2 separate regions of the Pan troglodytes genome follow, and region 2 is linked to region 1. The links are chromatin contacts, called in public HiChIP or PLAC-seq maps. All regions are on one chromosome and are shown on one strand. Each heading gives the region's core, a stretch centred on a gene start, on an enhancer-like site or on the middle of the called end of the contact. The rest is flanking DNA. Distances are from core to core; before and after follow the strand shown. Region 1 holds the start of CLCN3 (chloride voltage-gated channel 3). Region 2 holds the start of AADAT (aminoadipate aminotransferase).

The links. HiChIP or PLAC-seq counts read pairs in DNA pulled down with a chosen protein or histone mark.
Region 2: a contact with region 1 is called in an H3K4me3 HiChIP or PLAC-seq map of stem cell-derived excitatory neurons, with 7 times the contacts expected there. The contact joins the promoter of AADAT here to the promoter of CLCN3 in region 1. A contact is called at or near these places in 1 of 7 Hi-C or Micro-C datasets (stem cell-derived neural progenitor cells) and 1 of 1 datasets of contacts at active chromatin or transcription factors (stem cell-derived excitatory neurons).

Annotation. Positions count from the first base shown.
Region 1 is chr3:171,292,102-171,294,934 of NHGRI_mPanTro3-v2.0_pri, forward strand. It overlaps CLCN3 (chloride voltage-gated channel 3), which reads left to right and starts at 1,386. Exons shown (of 13, transcript XM_001153970.6): 1 at 1,386-2,241.
Region 2 is chr3:171,758,832-171,761,898 of NHGRI_mPanTro3-v2.0_pri, forward strand. It overlaps AADAT (aminoadipate aminotransferase), which reads right to left and starts at 1,724. Exons shown (of 14, transcript XM_001155018.8): 1 at 1,628-1,724; 2 at 1,106-1,218; 3 at 1-52. The coding sequence starts at 1,172.

The sequences.
Region 1 (2,833 bases), core at 136-2,635:
CTGGTGCGATGACTATGTATGCCAGAAACCATGACTTTAAGTTCTTATAAAGGAATAAGGTAGTACATAATAGGGATAATATTACAAAAAACCAAACGTACAAATAGACTTGTTTTTGCACACTTAAGAGAGATCCTTGGAACAATCCTCCATTAAGAAACTACGACACTACCATGAAATAATTTTTCATCCTTATAGAAAGCAGGTAAGATTGACTAATAGACCACAACTACTGTCTACATTCTCAAAATCCATGTGCCTTTCCAAAATTAGCTACGTAACTACAGTGAGAGAGAAAAAAAATGTGAGTAAATGTCTTGTGAAAAATTCCACTTGGTTTGGAAAAATTTTTGCCTGCTTTTCCACATTCTCTAAGAAGAATCTAAAGATCTTGGCCAACAGTGTCCCAGGTAAGAGAAAATCGTGCTTGGGTATTTCCATAGTTCTACAAACTCTACCTGGATAAAAGTAATGAAAGAGGTTCTAAGAAGCTTGACCGCACTGTGATCACCACCATGGGCACTATACTAGCTCTGAAGCCCAGAACTGTCTTTGAGAATATTCAATTCTGCCCTAGAAGAAATAGGAGAACAAAACTCACGTGTTCCTAGCCTGCAAAACAGTCGGTGGAGCACGTATATGTAAAAATAGAAAACGCTGGCAAGACCAGGTCATATTTAATATTCATGAGGCACAAGATATACAACACGCACTTAATATTCATTAATCAGTATATATTCATAACATACTAAATATACAGGAGATATTAAACGTTCACGGGTCTTAATTCTGCCACCCAGTGGAGACACTCAAAAGTGATCTCGCCAAAGAAATGCAAAACCTGTACCTGCCCACCAGGCTATTAGCATGCTACTGCTGTGGCCACCATTCTTTCACTGCATCGCCCTGCCCCTGCATCGGAATATAGCACCTTGAACACGGGATCAGGTTTACTGAATTCTGTGACCCACGCTGGGAGCTCAATAAATGTTTGCTAAACGGAAATGAACCCAATTCAGACCGTGTAGAAACCCCAGATTATATCTTTTCTCCAAACATTCAATTTCCAAGCAGTATTTTTGAAAATGCGTGATGGCTAAATTCGAGTTATCCTTTTTGTATGTATGTTAGGCACACAACCGGCGATGACATACAAGGCGAGGTGACACCACTGCACTCCCAGCCCGCACGTCACCTATAAGCACAGGGGGCTTTTGGTGCTGGTTTATTTTCGAAGGCTGGTACTTCTCTTCGATCTAAGTTTTAGGAACCTGTGCTCGTCGACGGCTGCCAATACTTTTTATTTTCAAGGCTGACGCTCGCCAGAGTTTCACAAGCTGCTCCCGGACGCTGTGGTCTCTCGCTAGAGTGGATCCGAACTCTGCGTGACGCTGGGAACGGCCAGCGTCTGTTGCCTCACGAAAACATCTCCCACAAGGTGGCCGCCTCGCGCGAGGTCAGCAGCAGGGCAAACAGGGATGCGTGAGTGACTGACGTGAGCTAATCGCTAATGACAGGCTTCACAGCCCCGGCGGCCCTCAGAGCCAGGCACCTCGCACCGCTCCTCCTCCTCGAGACGCAGTCCCGGCCCGCCCACCGTTCCCACGCCGCCCAATAGGCGCCGACGCGACTCAGCGAGTGGCCGGAGGAGGAGGTGTTGGGACGGCCGGACGCTGAACGGCCGTTCACGACAACGTAGTGACGTCACGCGTCGACGCTGGGGCGTACCTGTCGGGCTCCTGACTCCTGCCGCTTCTCTTCCCCTTCCGTGGGTCAGGGCCGGTCCGGTCCGGAACCTGCAGCCCCTTTCCCAGTGTTCTAGTTCGCCCGCGACCCGGAATAATGAGCAAGGAGGGTGTGGTGGGTTGAAAGCCATCCTACTTTACTCCCGAGTTAGAGCATGGATTCAGTTTTAGTCTTAAGGGGGAAGTGAGATTGGAGATTTTTATTTTTAATTTTGGGCAGAAGCAGGTTGACTCTAGGGATCTCCAGAGCGAGAGGATTTAACTTCATGTTGCTCCCGTGTTTGAAGGAGGACAATAAAAGTCCCACCGGGCAAAATTTCCGTAACCTCTGCGGTAGAAAACGTCAGGTATCTTTTAAATCGCGATAGTTTTCGTTGTGTCAGGCTTTCTTCGGTGGAGCTCCGAGGGTAGCTAGGTTCTAGGTTTGAAACAGATGCAGAATCCAAAGGCAGCGCAGAAAACAGCCACCGATTTTGCTATGTCTCTGAGCTGCGAGGTGAGTTGCATTGTATGAGCGAAGAGTCGTCAGCTCTCCTGTTCACAGATTTTGGGTCAACTGTGAGGCCACAGCGCTCATCTTGGTTTCTCTTATAATGTACCTACATAATGTTGAAAGGTACATCATGAATTGGGATGCTAACCCATCCTGATTAGGTATATACCCTCAGACATTCTTTAAAATTTCACACATCTGCTTCAGGAACCGTCGAAGGACCTCTGAATAAAATGGAAGTGGGTTCCAGGAGAAGATTAACTTTAAACTTAGAGGAGTGGGTTTTACTTTCGCTGAATTTTCCCCAATTTAAAAATAATATTCAGTTTTTCTATCTTTAGATATATATGTATGTAAAATATTTTTTGTGTATATATATTTGTGGTTTGATCTTAAACTTGACCAGAAACTGCCTTAGAATCTCAGAAATTGACTTTGCATGTGGTATGCTTTGTTTGTATGGCATTTTAAAACTGCGGAGCATATAGAAGATAATTACATATGCATTGTGCATATTAGAAACTGAGATTTCTGTTTCCTTTAGAAAGAAATTCCTGTTCATGGAATTGAATCAACAGCGACCATACCTTTTACA
Region 2 (3,067 bases), core at 474-2,973, 470 kb after region 1:
AAGCCACCAGCCAAGGAGATCATCGATTTTGGTCCTCTGCTCAATATGTCAGCTACAATACACATGGAAGAGAAGAAACAATTTCATTGAAGACTGTTATAAGCGGAGAGTTAAGCATGCATTATAGTCAATAAAACTATAAAGTTTAACGATTTCTAGTGATAGAGTGTGCTATGGTCTAAATGTTGGTGCTCCCCCAAATTCATACTTCGAAGTTAATACTAATGTGATAGTTTTAAGAGGTGGGGTCTCTAGAGGTGATTAGGTCAAGAGGGATCCACCCTCCTGAATGGGATTGGTGCACTTATAAAAGAGGGCTGAGGGAATGCCCTTGGCCCTTCTGCCACGTGAGGACATAGGTTCTCCCTTCTACCACGTGAGGATGCAGCAAGATGGCTCTGTCTATAAGGAAGGGCTCTCACCAGACACAGAAGCTGCTGGCACTTTGATCTTAGACTTCCTAGCTTCCAGAACTGTGAGAAATAATTCTATTGTTCATAAATTACCCAGTTTGTGGTATTTTGTTATAGCAGCCTGAATGGACTAAGACAAAAGCTAGTCTAAAATAAACATACAGAATAACTTTTTCTGGGCACCTCACTTGCGGAGGGACTAAAGAATGAAGATGACCAAAGAGAAGGCAGAGGGATCAGAAAGACAGCAAAGGGCCACAATAGCAGAAGCCCTCCTCCACTTAGCCCCGACCTGTCTGTGAGCTTCATGGCCCACCCCTCTCCCATTTACCTGGCCCTCTCCACTGCACACCCATCTGCACGCTGTGCATGCCCCTTCTCAGCTTCCCAGGAAGAGCCTTTCTTGATAGCACGCCCCCTCCCTTCCAAGGCCGTGCCCCACAGCAGTCTGCGCCTCTCTACTGTTGCTCCTACTCTGCTCCAGCAGAAATACCCGCCTTCCGTTTCAGCCCGAGTTCTTTGAGAACAAAGGCTGTGTCTATTTCATTTCTGCACGCAGAGCCTGGCTCACCGCGAGCGTGCACAGGGGTACGCATGGAGGCAACCAAGCGGTGGCTTGCTAGGGAACCCTCCTTAGAGGCTGTGCGAGGAATGCCCCACCCCAAAGGAGAGATGGTCACCCCGTTTCTCACTCATGGTCCGGATGGGAGAAGGGTTTCTGGCTGCGCTCGCTGCCGTGATGAACCGTGCGTAATTCATGTCTTCTGACAGCCAAGCATCAAGCTTCTTCTTCAGTGGTTGAGGACTAGAAAAACCAAAGAGCCTCGTCAAGTCCTGCCTGCTAACTCCTCACTCTGGCAACGCCACCGCGAGCTGTGTCCCCCCGCTGCGTCTGGCTTCCCGCGCGCGGTGCCCGGAGAACGCCGCCGAAACTCCCCGGCTGGACGCTGCGTTCGGTCTCCCGGTCCTAAACGGGTCTGGGGCTGTGTGGCGAGCCCGGCAAAGTCCACGCCACACGCGCTCCGGCGGCCGCCAGGGCCCAGGCCGGTTTTGCCCCGCCGCGGGCCTCGCCGCGCCCCCTCCCGCCCCGCGCCGTGGCCTATGGCCGCCCGCGGCGCGCGCCTCCCCGTCCCGGATCATCGCCCTCAGAGCGCAGGGCGCGCGGGGGAGCCCAGGCGCGAGGCGCTTGCAGCCCCAGGCCAATGACTCTTGACCTCGCCGCTGGGAGTCACCGCAACCCGGCGTCCGCTTTGGCCGGCCTAGGCGCCGGCCCAGAGGCTAGCCCAGGGGCTGACCGAGGGGACCGGAAGTGCCCGTGATCCTAATCCTCGGGAACCATCTGGCGGCGGCTTGGGTCCACTGCAGGGGGCTCCCGAGCTGCGCCCAGCCTGGAGCGGCCCCACCCTCGTTCCCGCGCGCTCCGCTGGCCTCCTCTCAGTCACTGGGACTGTGCATTTTGCCCGCTCAGACCATGGCTATGCTAAATACCCATCTTTCGTTAGTGAAACTCTGGGCACTCTCCTGGGAAGCATCCCGGCGACCCAGACGAATTTCAACATCACTTTCTCGAAGATCTCAGCATTTTGGAGTGACGATGGAGTTCTGACAAAAATTTTTGAAAAATCACTCTGAGAGTCTCTTCAATTTTAGTGTATACCCTCACATTGAATTTCTGACCTTTCGTTAAATAATTATCTTGGAAGTGACTATCCGGATCTTTTTGGGTCTAGCACCTTGCCTTTTTTTTTTCTTACAAAATAACCCTTCTTACTCCCCACCTCCCTCAACTTTTCTGCAATTTCTCCTTCCTGAATCACCAAAATGGAATGTACAAGGTTTAATGGGAGCACTTAATGAGGGAAGGGTTTCAGACAACCTCTCTTTGACTTTAAAAAATTCTTTAATGGTTATTAAAATGAATGAACAGATTCATTCATTCAGCACAAATTTACTGAGTACTTCCTAGATGATTATTGACTCACTGCCAAATGGCTCTCTTTTAAGTTTACCTAATAGGTTGGTCAAGGAGCCACTGTTTTTATCTAGGTCCTGGCGGCAAAAAGCTGCAATAACCCAGTAAAATCTTTGTGCTAGCAGCTAAATAACAAAAAGGGAGTATTGAGAGGTGATAGCCTGCTGGCAGCCCTCGCAGCCCTTGCTCACTCTTGGCGCCTCCTCGGACTCAGCGCTCACTCTGACCGCGCTTGAGGAGCCCTTCAGCCCGCCGCTGCACTGTGGGAGCCCCTTCCTGGGATAGCGGAGGCCGGAGCCGGCTCCCTCAGCCTGCGGGGAGGTGTGGAGGGAGAGGCACGGGCGGGAACCAGGGCTGTGCGGGCGCTTGCGAGCCAGCTAGAGTTCCGGGTGGGCATGGGCTTGGCAGGCCGGCACTCAGAGCGGCCGGCCGGCTCCGCCGGACCCGGGTAGTGAGGGGCTTAGCACCCGGGCCAGCAGCTGCGGAGGGTGTGCCCAGTCTCCCAGCAATGCCGGCCCACCGGCGCTGCGTTTGAATTCTCGCCAGGCCTCAGCTGCCTCCCAGCGGGGCGGGACTCGGACCCGCAGCCAGCCATGCCTGAGTCTCCCCACCACCCACCCGTGGGCTCCTGCGCGGCCCAAGCCTCCCTGACGAGCGCCGCCCCCTGCTCCACAGCGCCCAG